Regions from separate parts of the Mus musculus genome. Here all the other regions are linked to region 2. The links are chromatin contacts, called in public HiChIP or PLAC-seq and promoter capture Hi-C maps. All regions are on one chromosome and are shown on one strand. The core of a region is the stretch at or near the end of the contact, and the rest is flanking DNA. Distances in the headings are between cores, read along the strand shown.

The links. Promoter capture Hi-C pulls out the DNA fragments that hold promoters and counts their contacts. HiChIP or PLAC-seq counts read pairs in DNA pulled down with a chosen protein or histone mark.
Region 1: a contact with region 2 is called in a promoter capture Hi-C map of 3T3-L1-derived adipocytes, with 7 times the contacts expected there. The contact joins the promoter of Ccdc152 here to the promoter of AW549877 in region 2. A contact is called at or near these places in 8 of 39 promoter capture datasets (the 3T3-L1 cell line, 3T3-L1-derived adipocytes, cranial neural crest and 4 more), 1 of 15 datasets of contacts at CTCF or cohesin (the NIH/3T3 cell line), 14 of 484 Hi-C or Micro-C datasets (the HL-1 cell line, adipose-derived mesenchymal stem cells, cerebral cortex and 9 more), 9 of 115 datasets of contacts at active chromatin or transcription factors (the NIH/3T3 cell line, astrocytes, cardiomyocytes and 6 more) and 2 of 9 other capture datasets (adipose tissue and embryonic stem cells).
Region 3: an H3K4me3 HiChIP or PLAC-seq map of the SCID.adh cell line shows a contact between it and region 2, with 13 read pairs. The contact joins the enhancer-like site here to the promoter of AW549877 in region 2. A contact is called at or near these places in 1 of 39 promoter capture datasets (pre-B cells), 1 of 15 datasets of contacts at CTCF or cohesin (pro-B cells), 2 of 484 Hi-C or Micro-C datasets (pre-B cells and pro-B cells) and 4 of 115 datasets of contacts at active chromatin or transcription factors (the SCID.adh cell line, bone marrow-derived macrophages, large pre-B cells and 1 more).

The regions. Positions count from the first base shown.
Region 1 is chr15:3,301,928-3,306,267 of GRCm38.p6, forward strand. Ccdc152 (coiled-coil domain containing 152) reads right to left here and starts at 1,599. Exons shown (of 9, transcript NM_001166063.3): 1 at 1,569-1,599. The region is part of intron 3 of Gm41254 (a long non-coding RNA gene); the gene reads left to right.
Region 2 is chr15:3,994,231-3,998,761 of GRCm38.p6, forward strand. It overlaps AW549877 (expressed sequence AW549877), which reads right to left and starts at 1,516. Exons shown (of 6, transcript NM_145930.3): 1 at 1,385-1,516. The coding sequence starts at 1,484. It overlaps Gm2093 (predicted gene 2093), which reads left to right and starts at 1,809. Exons shown (of 3, transcript NR_045740.1): 1 at 1,809-1,854; 2 at 3,175-3,254.
Region 3 is chr15:4,815,851-4,820,326 of GRCm38.p6, forward strand. No RefSeq gene overlaps it. Among named protein-coding and RNA genes, the nearest start is that of Mroh2b, 81 kb to the right of the region's middle. Within about 2 kb of position 1,456, at least 87 of the 459 cell types and tissues checked have an H3K27ac peak or open chromatin away from gene starts, as enhancers often do. A contact at or near this core is called in the SCID.adh cell line, bone marrow-derived macrophages and pro-B cells, where this site is marked.

The DNA of each region.
Region 1 (4,340 bases), core at 349-2,848, 690 kb before region 2:
CAGAGGTGGATTCATCCACAGGATGGGGAAACCGAATGTAACCAGCATTTACATGTGGGCGTGTGAAGGTGTCTTACTAGAACCAAGATTAATACAATATCAAAGTGTGAAATACTTGGCATTACATTTTTCTCACATAAAAAAAAAAAGGTGGTGAAATACAGTTTTGAAACTCAGCTATTCTAGATTTGGGAAAAAAGACCACAAGGCCATGTATTGGATGTTAACTAGTCCAAAATAAATGGTATTCAAAATACTTTTTTTGTGGTCATATTCTTGTCAAACTGGACACTGCCTGACATTACTCTGTCAAGAAATTCCACTTTCTTCTTTTTATGTTACTTGACTGTAGCAGCTTTTAATCGTTTTGAAATCTGAATTTTGGTTATGTACTTCCAGTTTAGTGAAACACTTGCAATTCTGTATTGCATATCAGTAAAATTATATTTCAAAAACCTCAGTAAAAACTTGTTCCTTCTGGTAGAAAAATAATCATAATAGACAACCCCCATAACAAAACAGTTTCATTCTTTGTTGAACAAAGTTAAAAAAAAAAAAACACTAATTGATATTGTTACTTAAACTAGAGGATAATCTGAAGTATTTAAAAATCTCCTTTTCTCCTTTTTAGTTCCTAACGTTTTAAATAATTTTAAAAAACGAATTCTGTCTTAGACCCAGATTCCTGAATCAAATGCATTTTAATTTGAGTCTGAATCTTCTCCAGCTGTTTTTCTTCATAGAATATATATATATATATATATACATATATATATATATATATATATATATATATATATATATATATATATATATATATACACCTTGTAACTAAAGCTAAGGATGTTGCTCAGTGGAAGTACATTTGCTTTCCAAGTGCGCCCCCCCTCTCTCTGTGTATTCGTGTGTGTCTGTGTGTGTGTGTGTGTGTGGGGGGGGTGATGGGGGGGTAGTCTGGTATTCATGGAGATCGTCCTGTCTCTGCCTCCTGAATGCTGGGATCGAAGACATGCATCACCACCACCCGGTCATTTCTGCATGTCTTAATTGCCCTCTTCTCCCAATTTCCTAGGTTCAAATTCTTTCAATGAATTTGGTTTTGCCTAGAGAAACTCGGCAACAAGTTAGTGATTCAGTGCTTACTGAGTTCTCTACTTATATGGCGTTCAAGGCTCAGTCTCCACCATGTCCACTGGCAAGAGATAGTTTCATTTCCTTCTTCAGCTCGGTGGCTGTTGACGTGGGCATCCCAGGGCTTGACTTCTCTCCAGCCCCACTCAGTTGGGCCCTGGCACTCATAGGTGCCAGGAGTGGGGCTCAGCTTGTTCCCTGTTCTTTCTTCTGAGCTCTCCGAGGCTTTACTCTCAGACCCTGGGGCTAAGGCCCACCATGGCGTTCCGCTGTCCTCTGAGGCCCAACAGACGCGCAGGGGTGTGGGCAAGGGGCTCCGGTGTGAGAGGAGTGGGTAGGATAAAACTGCAGGAATCCAGGACACTTCAAGGAGGTGTCAGGAAAAGAATCGATGGAAAACTGGGATTCGAATCTCCAGGGAAGAGCTTGGAACGTACCTGCTGCCAAGGCGCGACATCCAGTCTCCAGCAAAGTCCTTCGGGTGCGGGTAGCTGGTCCGTTTCAGATTTTAGTCCTCTTCCGGGTGGGAAGCAGGGTCCCCCACCTCTGGGTCCGCCGTTCTCCTTGGCCGGTCAGCACCCTCTCCTAGAGAATACCTTAGAGCCCCACCAATTTACATCCTCCTAGGTGCTTTCATGGATTTCTTAGACCACAGAACAACACTCAGCCACTGCCAGACTAATCACTGTTTTGGCAACTTAAGAATGAACCAGCTTTGCTTGGTTTATACATCAGCACAATTAAATAAATAAGAACCCATATTCATCCCAGTGGTTTATAAGCCCTTTAAAGTACCAGATTCAATTATTTGATAGTTTCATGTCTATTCTCTTACTGATTTAGTGATTCAGGGCATGGACTATAATGTAAGTTCTACCAATGTCTTTGTCTTGGGCAACCTAATTTTTTTTGTGTGTCCCAGCTTTTTATCCATATAGTATCATTAATAAAAATTTCTACTCATTAAGGTTGTTCTACCAATTAAATGAATTTATCACTTAAAACATGATAGGGTCTCTTGCTTCAAGTGTTCAAAAATTATCATAATTTCCAATGTTGTCCTGTAGTAGCTGAAATGTATCTGCTGAAAAGGTATTTGAATGAGAAATAAAAACTTAAATTTCATTAATTTGATTTTTCTATAGAATTAATTTTTTCAGGCACAGGAATGTAAACAGTAATAGGATTATTCATATTTCATTATTTGAAAGTTTAAGGTATAGCAAAGTATTAGAACTGGATCCAAGTGGAGAATTTGAGTCCCCACTGCGTGTTCAAGTTTTCTTTAGCATTGGTACCAACGCATAGATAGGGATTTGAAAAACAAATAGATGAAGGAACTGGACAGTAGAGGGGTAAGAATTTCCCGGTATCATGGCTGATCTGAAAGGATTCACCACCGGAGGAATCAGATTTTAATAAGACTTGAAAGATTAGGTTTTAGTTGTTGCACCCGGAGATTGAATTACCATTGCTTCTGGGGGGAAAAAAAAGAAAGAAAGAAAAAAAAAGATGAGATTCTTTACATGCTCATCAGGAATACTGGTCTGTAATTTTCTTTCATTCGTTGTGTTTTTACGTGGTTTGAGCATTAGAGAAATGCTGCTTCATAAAAGGAGTTGGTAATACTCTGCCTCTTCCTTTCTCTCTCTCTCTCTCTCTCTCTCTCTCTCTCTCTCTCTCTCTCTCCCTTCCTTCCTTCCTTCCTTCCTTCCTTCTTCTTTCTTTCTTTATAACTTAAGAATATATTCCTTTTTTGTGTGTGTCTTTGATGGGCTGGTTGAAGTTGTTGATCATTTCTTGGTTTAAATTTGATGATTCATGCCAATCTAGATGTGTCCAATTCCTTTTAGATTTTTTAACTGAATGGAGTACACATCTTTAAAGTATCCCTTTATAATATTCTGAATTTCTTTGGTGTCTATTGTAATGTTCCCCAATTCATGTCTAATACTGGTAATTTTGGATTCTCTCTCTCTCTCTCTCTCTCTCTCTCTCTCTCTCTCTCTCTGTGTGTGTGTGTGTGTGTGTATGTCTCTCTCTGTCTCTCTCTGTCTCTCTGTCTCTCTCTGTCTCTCTCTGTCTCTCTCTCTGTCTCTCTTTCATTAATGGGGCTAAGGTTTTCTTGATCTTCTTTGACTTTTCAAGGCACCAACTCTTACATTCATATGTATATATGTCATTTAAATGAACTTACATGACTTGGACTATAATGTTCCCCTCAAGAGGCAGAATAACAAAAACCCAACTGTCAAACCTGTGAAACTTCCCTTCTAGTTGTGGGTCAAGGGAGCCTTCTATTGATTGAAGTACAGGTATTTGTGGGCTGTTGCTATAGATGCTGGTACCCATACTCTGGTCCTCTTGATTGATCAGCAAGTGCTCTTAACCACCAAGCCATCTGTCCATACCCTGCATTCAGTTTTGACATCAGGTTAGTGCTGGTTTCATAGGATTAGTTTGTGATTTTTGTTCCCCTTTCCGTTTTTTTTTTGTTTGTTTGTTTTTGTTTTTGTTTTTTTGATATTGTTTGAGGAATATTGATTGGTGTTACCTCATCTTTACAAGTTTGTGGAACCTGGAAGTGACTCCTTTTAGTGCAACATGCTTTTTTTGTTGTTGTTGAGAGACATACCAGTTCAACATCATAGATTATTTTGGATCTGCTTTTATTCTTTATAACCTTTATAACCTTGATTTAATTTTGGTAGGTCAAATCAGACCTCAATCATTTGAGGTTCAGCCTGTGGGTGTCTTTATGAGTTGTATTTTTTAGTAAAAACAAACAATTGGACCTAGTAATATTTTTTAATCCAGTCACCCAGTGTGTGTCTCTTTACTGATAAGTTGAAGCCACGTACACTTAAGATTTTAATAGATATTAAATGATCTCTGTATTTGTTTGTTCTTTTTATGATTGGTTATATTATTATTATTTTTCTTTCCCAAGCTAGTATGAGGAGTTTTTTTGTTTTTGTTTTTGGTTTACTGTGTTGAATGTATTGTATTTCTTTATACATCTCCTTTACTAATAGAATCTCATGAAATATATTCTTTCCCATGGCAAGTGTGTCTTTATTTCTCCTCTGCATATAATTTTGCTTTGAGTATTTTCTCTAGTATTTTGTTGTTGACCCATCTCTCCATCCCTTTCTCTCTTCTAAAAGAATTTTAAGAGTTTTAAATTATGTGTATATGCATCTGTTTAT
Region 2 (4,531 bases), core at 266-2,765:
AGAGAAGGTCCTTCTTATAAGTCTATGCAGGACAATATCATACTGTTAAGAATGAGAACTATATGGCCATAAATACAGAGCACTCTTAAGTGGAATGATGGTTAGCACTCTATTATCTAGTTTGAATAAAATTGAAACTAACGATACTGACAACTCAAGAAAAACATATGACTGTTAAGCTAAGGGACCAATTTCCGATGTCTATTGATTTTGATGTATGAAAAAGGGCCAAGTATAATTCAAATACATATAATCTGGTGTTAAGTAAGCCCTGTTAGTAATTCTCCAGTAAGATTAACGTCAATGTTGCCTAGTAGATTGTAAAGCAGATAGCTACAGTTATGATTTTAGTAAATTTTCAGATGTATAAACAAAGCCTCCAAACAAGGCCATGGAACACTGAACCTCCTTTCCAGGCCTCCTTTCACAATGGATCATAGAATTCTTTCATAAGAAAATATGAATTACTGTTAGGCTCAGTAATAAGTAAGTAAGACTACCTGAGCTCTGGCTGACACATGACCCAGGGAGGTAACAGTGACTACAAATTCTATGTTCCGCTTGCCACAAACCAAAAGATAAAAAGCCTCAGTGTGGTCATATGTGCTTCATTTAATTATAGAACTGATTCCGTAAATACACCAACTAGTCAATCACCTGGGAGAAATGTTTCATTTCGGTCATCGTATGACTCTAATCACAAGAATTTTAAAGCTCATGGATGGTAAAGGCTCAACATTCAAAAAACAAAAAAAGATTACTGTCGAACCAATTGGCAACTGAGAATTTATAAAAAGCAAACCGAGTCTGATGTCAAAAGAATGACGTATTTCCTAACCTATTTTCCCTTCTAAGAAAATACCTAAGGACTAAAATGGGGCGGGGGGGGGAGCATTAAAATTACACCATAACTGTGTACAATATGTATTTACAGCTGAATTTTGAATTGAAAACAAAGTGGAAATTTACAAGGCAGTAATGAAAAAGTGAACTGTCATGCATGTCTCTCTGAATGCAAAAAAAAAAAAAAAAAAAAAAAAAAAAAAAACAACAAAAAAACATACTGTTCATTTTCTGGGCAGTATGAACATTCCGGAGAAAGTCCGTGTGTACTTTTATTTAAAGTCTACCCTTCTCGCAGATTCGACACCACACATCTGGTCGGATGTAAACAAAAAGGATTTCAAGGAACGTAGAAAACGCTGCATGGGTAACAGGACATCTGAGGAGAGGGCAGATGACTGCCCAATGGGGACCAAGCTCAGCAGTGCCAGCACCAGGGACCCCGCCTCGGACCGAAGGCCGCGCCTTCTGGCCACCGAGCGCAGCGGTCCCCTCGCATCTCACCACCGTCCGCCCACTTCCCTCTGCGGCGCTCCCTCACCGTCTTCCCCCGCGGCTTCGCTAAGGTGCTGTATGTGAGCCTGAGCCAGGTCCCCGAGCTCTTCCACCCGCCTCACCACACCGGACACCGCGGCCGCCATGGCCAGCTCGGGCGCGCCCGCCCTGTCCACGTGACCACGTGAGCCCCAGATCACCTGACGGCCTGGCTGGCGGAGTGGGGGCGGAGCCCGCCCAGCCGGTGGGCGGAGACATAGGCTCCGGGCTACGACCGCCCCGGCCCGCAAAGGTCGTTCCGGGTATTTAGTTCCTCCCAGTGGCCCTCTCCCTCCCACAATCCCGTGCTGCGAGGGGCCAGTCGATGATGTAAGGGCACACCTCTCTCCCGCCTTCTAATTTCAACCAATCGGAAGCCGACCATGCCCCGAGCTGAGCCAATAGGACATCGACTCTCTCCGCGGGTGCAGGGAGATTGCAGCCGCAGCAGCTGGCTGGAAGAGGGCGGTTTGGAAGGTCTGGAAAGAGGATTTGCAGCGGTTGGCGCTGTAGTGAAGGAGGTGGACTAAAATAAAACTTGATTGTAATGGTGGGGGCGGGGGGTGGTGGGGGAAGGTCAGAAACGGAAGTCTGCGGACGGGTGAGATTCATCCAAGCTGCGAGACCTAGTGTGAGGGCAGACAACTTGGCAGTCCTCAGCCTGCTAGCTGGCATAACGCTTTCCCCGAATCTTCACCCTGGAGCTTGTTTTTACTCCGGATTGATCTTGGCTAGCTCACACTTAAAGTACCTTAAATGTCTTGCGACCTAAACGTGGCAGCGACCTCACTGTCTTAGTTCACCTTGAGACCTTCCTGACAAGTGTTAAGTGTTCTTCCGGGTCTTAATCAGCACTCAAGTGGTCAAATTGCTTTGCATTCCATGAATGCTAATTCTTGCCTATGGCCACGGAAATCTAATGCTGTTTTGGCTTTTTGTTTGTTCGTTTGTTTCCCCCGGTTTGGCACAATATATTTTGAATAACTCTACCCTTCATCTTAATTTTAAGGTTTTTGTTGTAGCCTGGTAGAAAATATTTAAACTATGAAAATAGTAATGTGATCGTTTAAGAGTGACTAACCACAGTCACTTTTCTGCAAGTGGCCATGATGACCAGTTTTTTTCTCCTGTCATTTTACTCTAAATGCACAGAGCAAAAAACACGTGCTCTGTGTCTTCGGTACTTGTGTAATGCCCTTACGTACTTGGGAAAATGGTTTTTAATAGAAAACAATAATCAACAACAAATCCTTATGATACTTTATAATGAAGAATCTGAAGGCCAGAAAAATTGCATTCTATAATCAAGGTGAACTACAGAATTCAAACTCTTATGCTAGAGTGTTGACTTACTCTGTAATCCCAGAACTTGAGAAGCTAAGGCTGGAGGGGATGCTGGCAGTTCTAGAGCAGCCAGTACATACTGAGACCCAGTTTACAAACAAGCAAGCATCCCACAGAAATTAAGGACCCATATTCTAACATGCCAAACTGCACTAAATAACATTTCCAGGCACAAGCTGGAGAGATCATTGCTGGCAACCACATGGCCACTCCCAACTGTCTAGGCCTCCAGCTCCAGGGCATCTGATGCCTCTTTAGATCTCCATGGGCATTGTATACGGACATATATATGCAGGCAAAATGCACATAAAGAAAAAAATTACAATCATGATGATGCATCAAACTACAGTATTCTATATGGAAAGTCTTAACACTGGGAATTATTGTTCAACTGATATTTTGGTGTGTTCATTTTCAGAGAGAGAGTTGGAAATCTAGTCTTTTTTTTTTCAGATAAGGAGGAGAAGGATGAGACTGTTAACCTCCAAACTAAAGAATACATGATTCTGTGGTTTATTCAAGATCTTAACAAAGTAAGTTCTCATAGAAAGCTGGTTTCATCACAGAGAGACACCGGCAACAACCAGACCTTAGTAATTCACAAGGAAGTATTGAAACACAGAACCCTTGTACTAGAAAAAAAAATGCATTTCCCCTCCAAGTTATAGTTAGTTCTTTTTACTTTAGGAAATGCACATGAATAGAACAAATAAAAGATAAAAGCCATATTTTAAATCTCAGATGATTAGAATGTGCCAAAAATATGAAAGAAGCAAATTGATCACATTCGAACTACCTCCCTTTCCCTAACATACAAAATTTAGCTATATATCCAGCAAAGGAGAAATAAAATCATGTAGATTTTTACGAAAGATTTAAAGTTTTTAAATTTAAATATTTTTAAACAGAAATCTTGCTTGTCTCTGAACTACCAGTTCTGTTACTAATACCAATGGTTTGTAACATTGTTTTGGAAACTTCTCTCACTACCTTTGTTTGGGGTGGCGACAGACTTATTTTCTCATATAAGTGAACCAAATGACTAACAGTGATGTGTATGTGTGAATGTAATTACTTGCCACAGAAGGCTTCTATATACTAGGACCATTACATATTTATTTGGCTATGCATTCTGATTGTTGCCACTGCAACTACAACAGTAAATGCCTCTGCCATAACCCCTGCCCTCTCACAGTTTATCTAGTAAAGCAGTGTAGAGATAATAACAATACACAGCGAATTCAAAATTTTAGAATTATGGGAGGCACTAGGAAGGAAAATTAAAGAAGTAATATTTGATGTGAGATACTGAAGAAGAGGCTCCTCAAGAAATGATAGTGGCACCTAAATGATGGTAAAATTGGCCAATGGAGAGTAATAGTTGCTCAGCCAGAAGCCAATCAAGAGAGAGAAAACACATGATGTCCAGCATAGTGCTAAACACCTCAAGGTCCAGACTCGGGCAAGTGGTGAGCTAGAATCCTGAGTAGAATAGCAAGTCTTTGCTAAGACAAGCGAATGGGGCAAGGCCTCATGGTAATGCGAACATAGAAAATTCAACTTATGGAATTATGAAGCATTAGAATGACAGTGTATCTTTAAGAAGAAGAAAGCTCTGAAGAGCAAGAGTCACAGGTAGAGGAAATAGCTGTACTCGTGGAACGGTTCAGATCTTTCTGGAGAGCCCATGCCCATAGTTTACTGGGTGGCAGTAAGTCACTGGTTCACTTCAGAAAAATGCCCTGGAGCGCCATTTTGTAAAACTTTAAAGAAAAACAGAAAAATCCTCTAAGGCAGTGGTTCTCAACTT
Region 3 (4,476 bases), core at 206-2,705, 820 kb after region 2:
TCTCCTCTAGGATTCACTGGTCCATCATCCTCCCACGCAAGCCACCCATGGACTTCTGGCACTGAGAGTAGAGAAAGCTTGTATGCCTCCTACCCTCAGGCTTCCTGAGACAATTCAAGAATAAGATCTGTTAAATAGGACCACATCCCAAAGTAAGAGTCAAGAAGCTTTCTCCAAAGCTGACTTGGCTGCTCTCCCCTACAAAACAGATCTCAGAGAGGAAAGGAACCCCATGGGGGAGGGGAGATGGTCCCCCAGGAATCTACATACAACATTCATAGTGGTCATTTAATCCCTTCCTCTGAAAGAAAGGTGAAATTTCAAGACCTGTAAGTCATATAAAGTACTCAGAAATTGCTGGTTGTTTGTGAGCCTAGAGGCTGCCTGGGGCTGAGAAAAAAAGAAAAACAAACCGGGGCATGCCCCATAGTTAAAACATTCCTGGGAACAGCTTGACCATAGAGATAAAGAGGAATGTGAAGACATAACAGGGCTATCTGAACTGAGTCAATAGCTCACAAAACTCTGACATCCTGCACGTACATGTAATTTTTCTGCTGATGTTTGAATAAGCCAATAGTGTGTCACTATGCTGAATTCCACACCCCTAAACCCCTTACCCCATAAAAACCCCTAGCTTTCGAGCCTCGGGGTGGAATCCACTGTCTCCTGCATGAGATATGTTTCCACCTGGAGCTCTGCCATTAAACTGCCTCCTGTGTTTACAGCAAGAAAGGATTCTCGTGTTTCTTTTTGTGCTCTCTCTCTCCCGAGACTAGAGTGGGGGTCCCCAAAAGGGGGTCTTACACCTCTCTTCTGGGTGAAAAAAAAGGAAGATACTAAAAAAAATCTCTTCCCCACCTCCAAGCCACTACCAAAGCCACCAAAGGAGTCATTTGTGAGGCAGGGGCCACCTACAGTTAAGAGTAAGCAGGTACTGCAAGAAACCACTGAACACAGCCATTCTCTGTGGAGAGAAAGATCAGTTTTCATAAAAAGAAAGTGACTGGCTGCCTTGGACAGTAGAGAACAGAAGCCAGCTGCAATCACTTGTGGTGTTACACCGGGACCTGTGGTGAGGAGCAGCTGCTCAGAGAGTGGAAGTGCTACAGCTGTGGTCAGAAGTGTTTCAAAGTTAGCTGGAAGCTGTGGTCAGGAGCATTCAGCTAAACCAGCAAAGGCTTCTGAAAAAGACTTTCTGTTTCTGTTTCCTTGGAAAAACCGCGCTCCATTGGGGTCGACTTAGAGTCATCCTCATCAACACTGCTGCTTTGGAGGCCACTTCTCTACGACCTAAGAGTAAGGGCCTGGCATGTGCTGTGGAATGTCAGCTCTGCTGTTGGTGGTGGGGTTTCTAAGAGGGTCCTGAAAATACTGATCCATGTCAACGCATTTCCCCCTTCCTTCCGCGAGCTCAGAGCACTTCCTGTTTAGTATTGAAAGCAAGATGCTTTCAAGAATGGCTGGGCATGAGGAATCCTTCCTCTTCTGGCTTCCAGTAATTGCCAGCAGTCCTTGATATTCTTTGGTTTGGGGATGCATGGTTTCTATCATAACCCTGACCAACTCTTCTTTTTGCAAATGCCTAGATCCAACTCACCCTCTTCTGGGACTCCTTCGGGCACCTATATTCACGTGTACAAACTTGCACAGAGACACACATGTATACGGATCATTAAAAATAAGGACAAACCTTTTAAAAGTATTTCCTATTTGTTGTCCGTAGTATAATCAAAGATCGGGCCAGCAATAATTATTATTTTGATTAAAAATGACTCACACGTACTTTAAAGTATTTCTCTTTTCCTTGTAACTTTTTCCTTTCAGTGAGGACAAGTTGATCCTTTAGCTCTTTGGTTACTTTGTCTCCAAGAACTTTTTAGTGCTCTAACCCATTAAAGTCTGCATTAAGCTAATTTGCATACCATTTATCAGTTGAATTCTTCACACTCTGATATTAATATTAATATGGCAATTTAGTACAATAGGTGTTAAGAGCTACTAATAAAATTATCACCAGGAAGCAGAGAGCAGCAGCCGAGCATATTAAATACCTGGAATTTAGATTGGGAGTCTCCGGCTCTGTCCTAAAAGATTAAATAAATTCTAGGTCAAAGGTAAGAAGTTTCTCCTCTGAGGCTAATGAAGATGAGTGCTAAGCATCTGTGTGTGTTGCCTGGGTGGCTGAAAATTAGATCGGTTCTTTTTAAATATAGATTTTGAGTCTGTTGACTGTAATATGCTGACAAAATAAGTGACCTCCCCGACTGTTAAATTTTGTTAGGATCAGAGTCACTGAAGGCACATGATCTCAAATTTCAAGTACTCTAGTGGCATGGTGTTTCAGCCTGACAAAGGGTTGCTTTTTCAATCTTCAGTAAATATGACATTTTAGGTAGGTTTTTTTTTTCCTTCCCTTTCTACAAAGGACTTCTGCAACGCTCAAATCTGCTTAGCTTTGAAAGTTGAAATTCTCTGTTGTTCCCAAGAGATCGTCCACAAGGTAACACCTCTTCCATATCCTTATCTGAATGCTACTCCTCCATGAGAAGCTGTCAGATTGTGATGATTCTAGCTCTTGGATGCCAAACTGCCCTGACGCTTGATTAATTGGATTCCAAATGGCTGGTTTCCTCTAAGGTCACCTTTGTTCTTTTGGAATATACTGTAAGCATCCGACTTCTAACCAAACAAATGGCCTGCAAGATCAGAGTTGTCCCCAGTCTGTTTATGCATGTGAGTCAGGTCGATGCATCCCTATTTGTCTTCTTGACAAGTTCTGGCTGCAACAGCCTTAGCTCCACATGTCCACTGTCAGATAGTGAAGGTAGATGTCACCAATCAAGGGGCTCCAGGGGACAGATGGTATGCAGAAAGTCATTCAGAGATTTATATAGAAGGATGTTTATCACAACATTATTTATAATAGCAAACAATGACAGATCTTAAATATCCAATAATAAATTATGGTCACAGCAGATGATAGCACAGTATGAGGTCACTGATATCTTTTTTTTAAAGCTTTAAGGAACACTTTTAATAAAAACTTAAAACCATACTGTGAAATTTCTCCATGTATATAAATGACTTTTATGTAGTCACTGTGGTGCATACCTGTAACCACGTCACTTGGGAGATAGAGGCAAGAGGGTTGGAGGTTCAAGATCAGCTTCAGTTATATAGTAAGACCTTTCCTCAAACAAACCAAAAATGATTTAAATGAAATAAAATCATGCCTAAAAGAATAATGACTGAGAAAATAAGTATTGTTAAAAGATAAGAGTAAGGGTTTTGTTTGTTTGTTTGTTTGTTTTGGTCTCTTTGCTTGTGTAATCTAGATTTTATCCAAATGGCATGCATTTTTTAACTAGATATGAAAATTCATTTTTGCCTTCTTTGTGAGAACAGATAGTTAATTCTGCTGTGTACATAGGCTGACAGCGTGGATGACAAAGGCCTCCCTGGTCTGGATTTACTCATGTGAGGCATGTTTGGCCATTTTTAGCTAAATTTGTGAGCCTCTCTTGTATCATTCATTGTTTCCATATAAATCCTAAATTCCTTCAAAGTCACAAGAGTTAAGTTTGTAATCATGCACATAACAAAGATGAGCTTGGTGGTTAATATAGAGGTTCTGAGGATATACTTAAACCAGCATTGTACATAGTTGGAAGCAGTGAGTGACTATTAAATGTTATATACACAAATAATGTCATAAAGAAATTTTAAGAGCCGGGCATGGTGGCACACAATTTTAATCCCAGCACTTGGGAGGCAGAGGCAGCCAGATTTCTGAGTTCGAGGCCAGCCTGGACTACAGAGTGAGTTCCAGGACAGCCAGGGCGATACAGAGAAACCCTTTCTCAAAAAAAAAAAAAAAGAAAAAAAAAAAAGAAAAAATAATAAATTTAAAAAATGTTATACTAAACAGTTGAATTTAAAAATCAAGCCTAGACTCAAGAAGGTAGACACCAACAACTCAAATAACCCAATTAAAACCCGGCTATAACAGATGTAAAATGTGTTTTAAATACTCTCACTATGTCATGTGGTATCATATAAGGGCTTTTGAATATATTTCTTAATGATTCATTTTTAATATTTTATGCTCTTTTATTATGCTTAGCTCCCTAAGCATATTCTGTATGTTTTGGAACAATTTAGTATTTGACATTAGATATAGGATCCTCAGCTATGAAATGACACTTTTAGGATATGAAAATATAAGTTGAACAAATTTTTTATGTATTATTTGATTCTCAAAATAATATTATTAATATGTTTGATGTATAAAATGCATTTAAATAATAAACATATTTAAAAAAAAAACAGGTATAAAGCTAAACAGAAATCTCAACAGGATTCTTAAAGAAATGCTCAGAGTCCTTAGTTACCAGGGAAATGTAAATCAAAACAACTGGGAGGTTCCATCTTACACCCATCAGCATGGCTAAGATCAAAAACTCAAAAGATAGC